Regions from separate parts of the Sus scrofa genome. Here all the other regions are linked to region 2. Evidence: chromatin contacts called from public Hi-C and HiChIP or PLAC-seq data. All regions are on one chromosome and are shown on one strand. The core of a region is the stretch at or near the end of the contact, and the rest is flanking DNA. Distances in the headings are between cores, read along the strand shown. Region 1 holds the start of PCGF1 (polycomb group RING finger protein 1). Region 2 holds the start of SEMA4F (semaphorin-4F). Region 3 holds the start of CCDC142 (coiled-coil domain-containing protein 142).

Region 1 (4,640 bases), core at 782-3,281, 140 kb before region 2:
GCTCTAACAGAACATCGCACATATTTGTTCTGGGGATGGGGTGGGGAGAAGAAGACAAGGTATGTGAGGGAGGGGCCATGGGGAGGTGAGTCTCCTTAAAGAGGCCCTCCCCTCGGCCACTCTCACCTGCAGGACGCTTTTATTCTTGTCTTTGCCAGAACTGGGGGGAAACAGACACAGGTTAGGGAACCTTATCCTTTCCCCGTGGCCCCCATCCAGAGCCACGATACACTCTCTTCAAAGGAACAGACACTCCCTCACGGCTCGCCCTCTCCCTGAGCCCCTCCCTGGCTCCGGCTCACTGTCACTGTCACTTCAGATAGCCTCACCTCAGCCGCTCCAGGCATAGGCTTAGCTGCTCATCATAGCGATAGTAGTGGGCTTTTGAGTGGTCGAAACTGCTGAAGGGGAGGCCGAGGTTGCTCAGGGCTGGCTCTGAGAAAGAGTAATAAGGAGGGTGGCACATGTTCCATACTACTTTTTCCCCAGGGAGAAAAACTGAGCAGGAGAAATGCTATGGGGGCTTTACCTTATCCTCCTGCTACCAAGGGACATACCTTCCCCACTGGGCTGAGTGATCCTGTCCAAGCCTCGGGACTGGTAGAATTCTCGGATCCGTTTCTCTTCACCTAGAAGGGAGTGGAATATGGGAAGTAAAGAATAAACCCTCCCTTGGAGTTCCCTTCGTGGTGCAGTGGTTAATGAATCCTATTAGGAACCATGAGGTTGCGGGTTCGATCCCTGGCCTTGCTCAGTGGGTTAAGGATCCAGAGTTGCTCTGAGCTGTGGTGTAGGTCGCAGATGTGGCTCGGATCCCACGTTGCTGTGGCTGTGGTGTAGGCCAGCAGCTACAGCTCTGATTCGACCCCTAGCCTGGGAACCTCCATATGCCACAGGTGCAGCTCTAGAAAAGACAATAAATAAATAAATAAATAAATAAACCCTCCCTCTCTTTGTCCTTCTAGCTGTCAACCTCTCTACCTACCAAAGCCCTTATCACCTCAAGCTGCCACCCAGCATCAGTCCTCTAGAGGCCTCTCAAAGTCAGGTTGGTTACTCACTGTCTTGCAAGCCTGGCACTAGCTTGTACACGATGTCCTGCATGACCCGGTCCAGTTTGAGGTTGAGCAGTGGCTGTGTCTCATGGATCTTGATGTTGCACATGGGGCAGTACTTGCTGGTTTGGAGGTACTTCACAATACAACTCTTGCAGACTGCAAGAGAAAAGCAGATTCTCAGGCCCTCCGTAAATAGGGTTCATGGGCTGGGCGGGGTTCCTGGGTGGTTGGGGCAAGCAGCTGGCAGCTAGCTTGGTGGGGAGTAGGGCCTGGAAGAACCAGCCAGGGTCCAGGGCACTCACACGTATGAAGACACTCAGTGATGGTAGTGGCATCCACGAAGTATCCTGCGCACAAGCAGCAGACGATGTGTTCATTCAAGTCTTTGATCTTTACTCGAACCTCCTCCTGCAGACACACCCTCTGTCAACGATCATTCCCCTAACCCCATCCCATGTGCCTTCACAACTTGGAAGTCGCCTCTCATCAGACTCCACTCCAATCCTGCACCCTGCGCGGTCAGATTAGCTCCCCAAGGCTGACACTCTCCCTCCGCCCAGCAGAGGGCTCCGCGCACAGCAGGGGCTCTGTTCAAGCCAACTCGCCCGATCTTCCTTTCCCAAGGGAGACTACGAGACGTAGGCTGCACAATGCGCAGGCGTCCTAGACCGGAGTTTGGCAACCGGACCGCAACCGCGCAGGCGCATTGGGCACCCTGTCTCTGCGCAGGCGCACTGGGCGCCCAGCCAGCCACCGCCCGTCCTCTAGCCGGCCCCGGTTCCCACAGCTAACCGACTACAGTGGTAACCCTGCCGCCCCTGCACCTCGTTCCGTAGCGGGTCCATCTTGTACACTGACTGGAGCTGGTTCCGAAGCCTCATCGCGATCGCAATCTGGCCCCCCTGAGGAGACGCCATCTTAAAGGCTGATCCCGGCCTGCCACTTCCGGTGCCGCCTGCGGGGCGGGACTTGTCGCCTCGCAACGACAGCTTAGGTCTTTTCGGATTCGCTGACCCTCTGTAAGGCCCCGCCCATACCCCTCTCTCCCCGTGTGCTCACCTGAGCCCCACTGGCCCCTCCCCCTCCTCAATCCGTACTTGGGGAGGGGGGGCGTGGGCCGGGGTCCTATCTCATTGACCTCATATAGAAATCATCATAATAGACCCTACACGACTTCGGGACTAACTTTTGGAGCCTGCAAAAAACTGCCGCCTTCTACCCCAAAAGGCCCGGCGGTCTCTGCCCGCCACCGCTCAGGGTCATCAATCTCTTGTGACGAAGTCCCCGCTAAAGAAGCCCCTCGGGAGCTTGAAGTGTCGCCCTCCTTGGCTTGACGCGTCCGCTTTATGGAGCTTCATCCCGATGGCGGGCCTCTCCCGGCTCCACAGCTGGGAGTTTCCTGGGGCTTAGCGGAATCTCCGAGAGGGTGGCAGGGAGGGAGGGACCCCCAGAGACTTGGTAGTGATCTTACCCCCGCCCCCATTCTCCCCCCTGCCGCCGAGGATGGGGGGGGCAGGCCCTGGTTAATGATGATGATTCAATCATCGGCGCCTGCGGAGGCCTGGGACAGACTAATGCAGAGCAGATGCCCAAGGAGGAGGGGAGGTCGGCTAGGACACTACCGCGCACAGACACGCTGAGGCAGCGAGTCCTGCGGTAGCATAGGCCCAGTCCCGTGCTTGGAAAGGACGCAGGGCCACTACACTTGGTACACCAACGTCCCTAGGTACTTTTTAAAATGTAGGGATTAAAAACAAACGAACAGAATAAGAGCACTGTGGCGTATTAACATCAAGTGCAATTGGAGACTCAAGAAGGGAGAGATCCCAGTGGAGACCTCCTACGGGCTTTCTGGAAGAAGTGGATCTTTGTATGGGCATAGTTTAGAGACCGGGGGTGTGATGGGAGTGGGGCAAGAAGTGCTAGAAATAGAAAAGAAAAGCAAAGGGGAGGAAAATGAACGGAGAGGGACAGAAAGGAGACCAAGGCATAGATTTGAGAGTAGTGATAGTCTTCTTATTGAGTTGGGACTCTAGCCTGAGGACAATAGGGAGCTAAGAGTTTTTTTTTTTTTTTTTTTTGAAGGGAAGGAGTTAATCCTATGAAAGAAACATAATTGTTCATTTATCTTCAGAGTGAATTAGAGTGAATAGTGGCAAGAAGGTATGAGATTAGTGATTTTTTTTTTTTTAAATCAACTACTTCTCACTACAGCCACTGCTTACCTCCCTGGTCGAGATACTGTCAATAGGTAGTCTCTTCTCTGGATGACAGCAGAGGCTTATTGCCTGCTTTCCTTGCTACTACCTTTACCCCTCTTTAGCCTATTCTTAACATAGTAGCTCACAGTGATTCTGGTAAAACATAAATAAAAAAGGATACATGGAAAGTTTTTTTTTTTTTTTTTTAGTTGATGGATGTTTATTGTGTTAGTGGTTTCATGGGTGTACACATATGTCAGCTTATCAAATTGTACACTTTAAATACGTACGGTTTATTGTATATCAATTTTGCCTTAAGGAAGTTGTTTAAAATTTAAAAATCAGGTGTCTTACTTTGTTCCAAACCTTCCAGAGCTTCCTCTTTCAATTAGAATACAAACCCAGGTCCTTGCAGTGGTCTTCATGGCCTTTCATGGTCTCTCACGGTCAGTCTTTCCAACCACAGTGGACCCCTCCCTGTTGCATAGATATACCAGGATATACTACCACTGTATCCCCAACTTGAAATGTTTAGGTATCCAAATGGCCCTTTTCTTCCTTCGGTCTTTACTGCATGAGGCCGTCTGTGATCAACCTAGATAAATCACAATACCCTACTCCTATATTTCTTCTTCCCCTTCTTTACTTTCTTCTTCTTCTTCTTACTTTGGCCATGTCCACGGTTTGTGGAAGTTCCCAGGCCAGGGATTGAACCTGAGCCACAACAGTGACAATTTTGAATTCTTAACCTGCTGAGCCACTAGGGAACTCTGCATTATTATTATTACATATATTGTACATGCTTTCTTCTTTTCCACTTGCCTCCCTCACCAGAACATAAATGCTCAATGGCAGGGATTTTTGTTCTTGTTATATCTGCATCTATTTCTCCAGTAGTAGGTGCCTAATCAAAATTTTCAGAATAGAGTTCCTCGTGGCTCAGTAGGGTAAGGATCTGAGATTGTCACTGCTGTGACTCTGGTTACTGCTGTGGCATAGGTTTGATCCCTGGCCTGGGAACTTCCACATGCCTTAGGCAAGGCAAAAACACATGAATGTAAGCGGCGGTGATAATGGCCTAGACAGGCATTTATCTGTAGACATAGGACTGGATATGAAACATTTCAAAGAAAAGAATAGTAGGAAGAAGTGAATAAGGAGCTTGGGGATGGGGGCAGAGAAGTTTGTCCTCCAGTCTGTTGGATTTTTGCTACAGCAAAAGCAGGTAGAACTGGCCAGAAGATGAGAATGATGGAGTGGAGCACAGCAAGTGTCAGAACCAGGGGTAGAGGTTTCAGAATTTTCTGGGTAGCTGGAATAGATGAAATTATTGGGATGGATGAAACCTGAGCAGATGTAGAGATGGGTAAAGCCCAAGTCT
Region 2 (4,438 bases), core at 1,790-4,289:
ATATTGAATATAGTTCCCTATGCTATACAGTAGGTCCTTGTTGTTTATCTATTTTATGTATAGTAGTATGTATCTGTTAATCTCAACCCCCTAATTTGGCCCCTTTGGCAACCACAAATTTGTTTTCTATGTCTGTGAGTCTGTTTCTGCTTTGTGAATAAGTTCATTTGTATCTTTTTTTTTTTGGATTCCACATATAAGTGATATCATATGGTATTTGTCTTTTTCTTTCTAATTTACTTCAGATTATCGTAGAGTATGATAATCTCTAGGTCCAACCATATTGCTGCAAATGGCATTATTCATTCTTTTTATGGCTAGTAATATTCCATTGCATATATATACCACATCTTCTTTATCCATTTATCTGTCTGTGGACACTCAAAATAGTGTGATATTGGCACAAAAACAAACACATGGATCAATGGAACAGAACAGAAAGCCCAGAAATAAACCCACACACCTATGGTCAATTAATCTTTGACGAAGGAGGCAAGAATATATAGTGGAGAAGAGACAGTCTCTTCAGCAAGCAGTGTTGAGAAAGCTGGACAGCTGCATGTAAATCAATGAAGTTAGATCACTCCCTCACCCATACATAAAAATAAACTCAAAATGGCTTAAAGACTTAAATATAAGACATTACACCATAAAACTCCTGGAAGAGAACACAGGCAAAATATTCTCTGACCTAAACTAATAGCAATACTTTGTCAGATGAGTCTTTCAAGGCAAAATAAACAAAAGCAAAAATAAACAAATGGGGAGTTCCCGTTGTGGCACAGTGGTTAACGAATCCAACAGGAACCATGGGGTTGCGGATTCGATCCCTGGCCTTGCTCAGTGAGTTAAGGATCCCGCGTTGCTGTGGCTCTGGCGTAGGCTGGTGGCTACAGCTCCAATTCGACCCCTAGCCTGGGAACTTCCATATGCCGTGGGAGCAGCCCTAGAAAAGGCAAAAAGAAAAAAAAACAAACAAAAAAAACCAAATGGGACCTAATCAAACTTACAAGCTTTTGCACAGCAAAGGAAACTATAAACAAAATGAAAAGACAACCTATGGAATGGGAGAAACTATTTGCAAATGATGTGACTGATGAATGATTACATTCCAAAATATATAATCATACAGCTCAATATAAAAAAACCCCAATCCAAAAATGGGCACAAGGTCTAAATAGACATTTCTCCACAGAAGACATACGAATAGCCACAAAGCACATGAAAAGATTCTCAGCATCGCTACCTATTAGAGAAATGCACATCAAAACTACAAATTAGGTATTACCTCACACAAGTCAGAATGACCATCATCAAAAACTCTACAAATAATAAATGCTGGAGAGGGTGTGAACAAAAAGGAACCTTCCTACACTGTTGGTGGGAATGTAAATTGGTACAACCACTGTGGAGAACTGTGAGAAGTTTCCTTAAAAAACTAAAAATAGAGTAACCATATGATCCAGTGATCCCACTCCTGGGCACATATCCAGAGAAAACCATCATTTGAAAAGATACATGCACCTTAATGTTCACTGCAGCACAAATTACAACAGCCAAGACATGGAAGCAACCTAAATATCTATCGACAGAGGAATGGGTAAAGAGGATGTACTACATATACACAGTGGAATATAACCCAGCCATAAAAAAGAATAAAATAATGCCATTTGCAGCAGCATACATGAACCTAGAGATTACCTATTATCACCAGTCAGACAAAGACAAATATCATATAATATCACTTATATGTGGAACCTAAAAAAATGATACAAATGAACTTATTTACAAAACAGAAACAGACTTTGAAAACAAATTTATTGTTACCAAAGGGGAAAGGTGGAGGGGGAGGGATAAATTAGGAGTTTGGGATTAATATATACACACTACTATGTATAAAATAGATGAATCCACAAGGATCTACTGTATAGCAAAAGGAACTCTATTAACATAGCATAATAACTTATATGGGAAAAGAATCCGAAAAAGAATGGATATATGTATATGTATAACAGAATCACTTTGCTGTACAGCCAAAACTAACACAACATTGTAAATCAACTATACTTCAATAAAAGTAAAAATTAATTTAAAAAGGGGCAGAAGACCTAAATACACATTTCTCCAAAGAAGGCATACAGGTGTCCAACAGGCACACGAAAAGATGCTCAATATCGTTAATTATTAGAGAAATGCAAATCAAAACTACAATGAGGTATCACCTCACACCAGTGGTGACGGCCATTACCAAAATAATCTACAAATAATAAATGATGGAGAGGGTGTAGAGAAAAGGGAACCCTCCTACATTGTTGGTGGGAATATAAATTGGTGTAGCCACTGTGGAGAATAGTGTGGGTGTCATTTAAAAAAAACTCGACTGGGAGTTCCCTGTGTGGCTCGATGGGTTAGGAACCTGACTAGTATCCATGAAGATGCGGTTGGAACCCTGGCCTCCCTCAGTGGGTTAAGGATCAGGTGCTGTCACAAGGTGCAGCATGAGTTGCAGCCTTGGCTTGGATCTGGCGTTGCTGTGATGTGTAGGCTGGCAGCTGCAGCTCCAATTCATTCCTAGCCTGGGAACTTCCATATGCTGCAGGTGAGGCCCTGAAAACCAAAAAAAAAAAAAAAAAAAAAAAAAAAAAAAAGCAAAAAGGACGCCCCTCCAACAACAACAACAACGGAAAACCCACAAAAAAAAAATCTGGAGTTACCACGTTATCCATCAATCCCACGCCTCGGCTTATATCCACAAAAGATGGAAACTAATTCAAAAAGACAGTTCACCCCAATGTTCACAGCAGCACTGCTTACAATAGCCAAAACATGGAAACTGGAATTTTTGGAGCGGCCTTTGCAAATTTGCCACTCTGGGTCCTGGGGTGACAAGCCTTTTCCAGTTTTGCGGTAAACTCCCACCTACCCCTGGGTCTAGCTCCCACCTTACGTGGGTGGGTTGGGCTTCGTCTCTCCTTAGCCCCGCCTCCACACAACGCCCAAGGCTGGAGGAGAAAATCAGCCCGATCATTGGTCCATTATTGAAGGGGCGGAGCCGGGCTGCGTTCTGTCGGGCAGCCGGAGGCCGAATCCCACCGAGGAGAGCCGAGCTGGGCCGAGGCTGGTGGCCCTAGGGATCTGAGAGGAGGTTGTGGGGCGCGTCACACCTCGGCGGCTGGGCGGTGACAAAGATGTTGGCTTCTGTCGCGCGGCCCCGCCCGGGCCTCGGACTGCCGAGGGTCTTGCCCTTCCCTTTGCTGCTGCTGATGGCGGTGCTGAACAGCCCGGTGTCCGGCCGCGTCCCCCATTCGGTGCCGAGGACCTCACTTCCTATCTCCGGTAAGGCGCCGACGCCCTCGCCCTTAGCCCTTCGCGCAGCGACCAGACCCCGCCTGCAGGTACCCGAACCCACCTGCCCTCCCCCCCACCGCGCCGCCCACGCCCCGCCGGATGCAGGCGGGACGCCCACGTGGTGCTGCACCACCAGGCTGGGCGATTCGGCTCCCACGACACGCCCAAGGCGGCTCTACCGCCCCTGCAGACGTGGGCACTGAGGCCCAGGAAGGGGGTGGGGGTTGCCAGAGACAGTCTATTTAGAAGTTTCCTCCCACTTAATCCAGTCTTCCCTCTCAGGCCTGATGCCTATCAAATCCATCAATCATTCACTCTACCCCAAACACCCATCCTTCTTTCTACCAGCTTAGCATTTTCTTCTGCCCTCTTCTCAAATTCAATCCCTTATCATCAGTTCTAACCTCCTCCGATCCTTTTGCCCAGCTCACAGCTCTAATCTCCATAACCCATTTCCCAGTCCTCTCATCTTTGACACCAACTCCTATTCACCTATTGACCACAACCTCTAACTTCCTCAACGTTCCCAGCTCCCTCTACCTGTTCCCTACATTGGGTGCTGAGAAATGATTCAATGAGTTGATTTAAAATTATGTTTAGGAGTTCCCCTTGTGGACCAGTGGTAACTGGACTAGTAGCAAACCCAACTAGAATCCGCGAGGACGCGGGTTCGATCCCTTCAGTGTATTAAGGATCCTGCGTTGCAGTGAGCCGTGGTGTAGGACGCAGATGGGGCTCCTATCCTGCGTTGCTCTGGCCCCAGCTCCAATTCGGTCCACCCTAGCCTGGGAACTTCCATATGCCGCAAGTGTGGCCAAAAAAAAAAAAAAAAAAAAAGAAAAGAAAAAAATCCTGTTTATTTTTAAGTCTTCAGAAATAAAAAAGGAGGGAGATATCCTTTCAAAAGTTGTCAAAGAAGCCAGGGGATACCGCAGGTTAAAAGTGGTCATTGGAGTGGTTCACACTTTAAAGGTTCTTGCTGAGGTGGGGATGAGTGTGGCCACGGGCCTTGTGTTTTTCTCAGTGGGCACTGAGTGTTAGCACCTTGGGCAGACAGAGCCAGTGAAGCCAAGAGTATGACCTGTTGGGA
Region 3 (4,055 bases), core at 221-2,720, 160 kb before region 2:
CTGAGCACAGGCTGCCCACAGAAAAGTCCAGTACTGGCTCCACAGGGCTCCAGCCCCTCCAAGCCCCAGTCCACTGCTGGCTGAGCCTGCCACGCCCCCCATCAGGCCCAGTAGACCTGGCAGCAGCTCCCGCTCCTCATGGCACCGCCTCCGGAGCTGGTCCTCCAAGCCAGATCCCTTGAGCGCCTCATCTAGCCATCCTGCCACCTGGCAACCCCGTTCCCCCGTCAGGAGGCGGAGCACACGGGCGGGGGGGAAAGGGCGCGCTGCCCCGGGAACGTGGCTCAAGGCTTTTCCCTGCAGGTGGTGGTAGGCGGGAAGTGCCAGCAGCAGGTCGGCGAGTTGGGACGATAAGCCTCGGCTGGCAGGCGCCCGGCCCAGAGCCCGAAGCTGCATCTCGATGGTAGCATCCAGGCGCTGGGCTGCTAGTCCGACGAGGCGCGCCAGGAGTTGCGACGCGGGGGTCTCCCGAAGGCTGCTTCTCAGGACAGCCCCTCCAGAAGGGTGCGGCAACACGTCCCGGCACAGCTGAGGCAAGCGACCGGGGCCAGGGGATGGAGCGCCGGGACTCAGGATCCTCAGGAGGCGCACGGCAGCCTGTAGGTGGCGGGCGCAGTCCCGGGCTTGGAGGAGCTGTTCCCGCTCGCGGTGCAGCCGCAGCAACACCGCCCGGCGACGCTGCAGCGCAGGAGGGATCGGGACGCCAGCTGCCAGCTCCTGCCCCCAGTCCGCGGCGCCAGCATCGCTGTGCTCTCCTGCGTCCTCCCGCGTTGGCGCTGCCCACCACGGCTGCCCTCCCGGAGCTACGGTGGGTCGTGGGTCTAGGCAGGGGATGCTCCCGGCAACGGGCAACTCGGGCCAGCCACAAACGTCCCCGCGGAGAACTCCCGCCCGCTTTTTCTGCCACTGCTCCTCCCCAACGCCCCGAGACTGCGCCCCCAACGGTGGCACGTTAGCTAGCGGAGGCAGAAGGCCACCAGCTCGAGACGCCTGGGCCATGAGACGCCGTGTCCGGAACGAACCGAACGATTCCCACCTTCCCTCATTACCCAACGCCCGCGGCAGCCGCGGCTCCGCCCGGTCCCCAGAGCCGTCATCCCTGGCCCGGCAGCCGCCGGGACCGTAATGGACTCTCTCGCGCTCCGTAATCGGAGGCTTCTGCCCCCAACAAAGATGGCCGCCCACCCCGTCCTACTCCGCCCTTCGGAGGGTGTCAAATACCAGACTATCTTTCACTTTCGGGTCACTGTTGACGGGCGATGGCGCCGATTCCGAAGACTGTGGGGCTGACCAAGCTAGGTAAGCGGGTGAGACCAGATGAGAGGGGGTCCAGGAGGGCTGGGGCAGCCCTAGTTGGATCTATTTTCAGTTACGATTTTGTGCTTCACGCGGTAGGCAAAGGGCTTGGGCCCACCTACCCGGAGGCCCCCTAACGCGCCGCCGCCTTCCTTTCCTATAGACTGTCCTCTGCGGCCTGGCTGTCCGCTAGGGGTCGCTGATGTCCCCAAACTCTGCAAAGAATTCGGTCCTGAAGACTACGGCGACGAGGTAAAAAGGATTCCTAGCTCCCCACCGCCGCCACCACCACCACCCAGCCCTAATCATCACGATCACGCCTCTATTCTACCTTCCGAGCTGAGCCCCACCCCGGCGCCCCGAAGGGCTACTAGCCCCGGGACTTTGGAGAGGCGTAACGGTGGGAACAAGGTCAAGCAGCAGTATGCAAGAGGAGGGGCGGGGAACCAGGGGCGACTCAGCGTTGATAAATGCTTAAAATGGGCAGGGTCGGGCAGAAGAGGGTCTGTAAGTTGAGTGGGAGTGGGTAGTAATTACTTGGGGAAAGATATTAAGAACAGAGGGGGCAGTGTGAGCAAAGAGACTAAGGCAAGGAAAAGGTAAGAGAACTTCACTGAAGTTTGACTTTAGTTATGGCTTTGGTTGGAACCCTAAGAGATGAGGTGAGAAAGAAGGCAGCATTTGGCTTGTCTGGTACTCTGGTTTGGATGTCCTCAAGCAGGGGCTGGATTCTTGAGGGAGGGACAGGATCAGATTTGGGAGCGCTGAGAAGCTATACTTCCTTCTGCTTCCTGGTTGTTTCTGAAACCAAACTCAGCAAGCCCAGAAGGTAATTCATCATCTTTGCACATTAGTTGCTTTCCCTCTCATCTTAATCTTGGTTAATAACACAAACTTCCATCCAGTTGCTTAATCCTGAAATCTGAAAATCATTCTTCCATTACCTTACCAGTGAAGTCAGTCACTAAAATCTACTTCTGAAATCTATTGAATCAAACCCATTATGTTCATTTCTCCTTCTGCTGCTACTGCCTCAGTTCAGTAACTCACTTTTTCTGGCCTGAACAGTTCTAAACGGCCTGCTAACTAAATATTTCATGCCTAGACTCATCTCTTTCCCCGGTACTGTTTCATTGGAGCATTTTACTCCTTAGATCAGATCCACTTCTCTCACTAACAGGGCAAAGTCCAAACTCACTAGATCACACAGGTACACATGTTCTTCAAGCACAGCTCCTGGCTGCATCTCTGATACAACAGCTTCCTCACCCATATCTTTGCCTTTGCTCATTCAGCATACATACACGTGTTGAGCATCAGCTATGTGCTGAAAGCTGTTTTAGGCACTGGGAGGAAAACAGTAAGCCAAACAGACAAAAATCCTTCTATTCAGAGAATTAGAAGTGTCTAGTGAGGGTAACTGGTCAACAAATAAACACCACAGTATACTGATATGAGAAATGCCAAGCAAAACCAAGCAAGAGGATAGGAAGCCCTGAGAGGAATTGAGAGGTTTTTCTTTTCTTTTCTTTTTCTCTTTTTTTTTTTTTTTTTTCTTTTTTTTGGCTGCTCCATGGCATACGGATTTCCTGGGCTAGGGATCAGATCTGAGCCACAGTTGCAGCCTAAGCCGCAGCTTCGGCAAGCTGGGTCCTTAACCCACTGTGCTGGGCCTGGGATCAAACCTGCATCCCAGTGCTTCCAAGATGCTGCTGATTCCATTGCGTCACGGCAGGAACTCCCAAGAGGTTTTGCTTTTTAAAGGGAGTGGCCAGAGAAGGCCTTCTTCAGAAGGTTTAGGCAGAGATCTGAAGACGATGAAGGAATGAGCCATTTAGTGGGGAAAGAGCATTCCAGGCAGAGGAAGTAACAAGTACCAAAACCCTGAAAAGGGCGCACACTTGGTGCACTGCAGGAACTTCAAAGGAGACCACTGCAGCTGGAGGAGATGAAGGGATTGGGTGGCCAGATCATGTGTGGCCAGGCAGTGAATTAAGAGATTATGTAATTCAATAAAAATTCAAAAGATGGAACAGAGAGAGAGAATAGCATTAGTCTGTGTTTTAGGGAGTGGTCGAAGGTCAAGGCAGTCTTTTTTTTGTTTGGTTTTTAAAGGTGGTTTACACTAACTAAGGACACGATCCTCATCAGAACCACAGAATGTATGCGCCAAGCTTGAAAGAGTCTCGCCTCATTTTGTGAATGAGGAAGCTGAGGCCCAGAGAGGTTAAATGATTTATCCAAAATCAAATGGCCGGGCAATGGCAGAACCAGAACTGAGGTTCATACAGCTCTGTTCTAGCACGTTGTTCTCTCTGGGTCTATGCTACCTGGCTAATTAAGAGAGCAGTAGAAAGCAATGGATAATAAGGTTTGAAATTGTATCTCACAGGCTGTGTTCATGCAGCCTGGTTGAGTGAGGGCAGAGCAAATTGGGGATGAAAGGGTCTGGGAAGGCTTTGAGGGGAGATGGCATTTGAACTCGATCTTGAAGGTCAGGCAAGACAGGGTGAGAAAGAAGCTCAGAGCCAGCAGAACGGCTGGGGGAGGACCCCAAGGCTGGAAGGAACCTGGTGGCAGAGAAAGGATGGCCGCTAAGGAGGACAGGATTGCAAGGGAAGCCGGGAGAGGTCAGCCAGGGAACTTTTTGGAAGGCTCCGAATCCCAGGCTAGACTCAGTCCCGCCTGCGGCTCTGGCAGTGGGGAACTACTGGAAAATTTTGAGTAAGGTAACATTGCTGAGAGCTTGGTTTTGAGGA

The links. Hi-C and Micro-C count contacts between places; a contact is called where the count stands out from the background. HiChIP or PLAC-seq counts read pairs in DNA pulled down with a chosen protein or histone mark.
Region 1: an H3K27ac HiChIP or PLAC-seq map of alveolar macrophages shows a contact between it and region 2. The contact joins the promoter of PCGF1 here to the promoter of SEMA4F in region 2. A contact is called at or near these places in 3 of 47 Hi-C or Micro-C datasets (blood, epiblast stem cells and skeletal muscle) and 1 of 2 datasets of contacts at active chromatin or transcription factors (alveolar macrophages).
Region 3: a Hi-C map of heart right ventricle shows a contact between it and region 2, with 3 times the contacts expected there. The contact joins the promoter of CCDC142 here to the promoter of SEMA4F in region 2. A contact is called at or near these places in 2 of 47 Hi-C or Micro-C datasets (epiblast stem cells and heart right ventricle).

Annotation. Positions count from the first base shown.
Region 1 is chr3:68,538,065-68,542,704 of Sscrofa11.1, reverse strand. PCGF1 (polycomb group RING finger protein 1) reads right to left here and starts at 2,031. Exons shown (of 9, transcript XM_005674546.3): 1 at 1,883-2,031; 2 at 1,361-1,466; 3 at 1,062-1,214; 4 at 558-629; 5 at 330-435; 6 at 127-160; 7 at 1-29. The coding sequence starts at 1,975.
Region 2 is chr3:68,403,263-68,407,700 of Sscrofa11.1, reverse strand. SEMA4F (semaphorin-4F) reads left to right here and starts at 3,039. Exons shown (of 14, transcript XR_002342556.1): 1 at 3,039-3,336. It also overlaps the pseudogene LOC100517819.
Region 3 is chr3:68,560,888-68,564,942 of Sscrofa11.1, reverse strand. It overlaps CCDC142 (coiled-coil domain-containing protein 142), which reads right to left and starts at 1,470. Exons shown (of 11, transcript XM_021087333.1): 1 at 1-1,470. The coding sequence starts at 999. It overlaps TTC31 (tetratricopeptide repeat protein 31), which reads left to right. Exons shown (of 13, transcript XM_021087337.1): 3 at 304-1,299. The coding sequence starts at 1,260.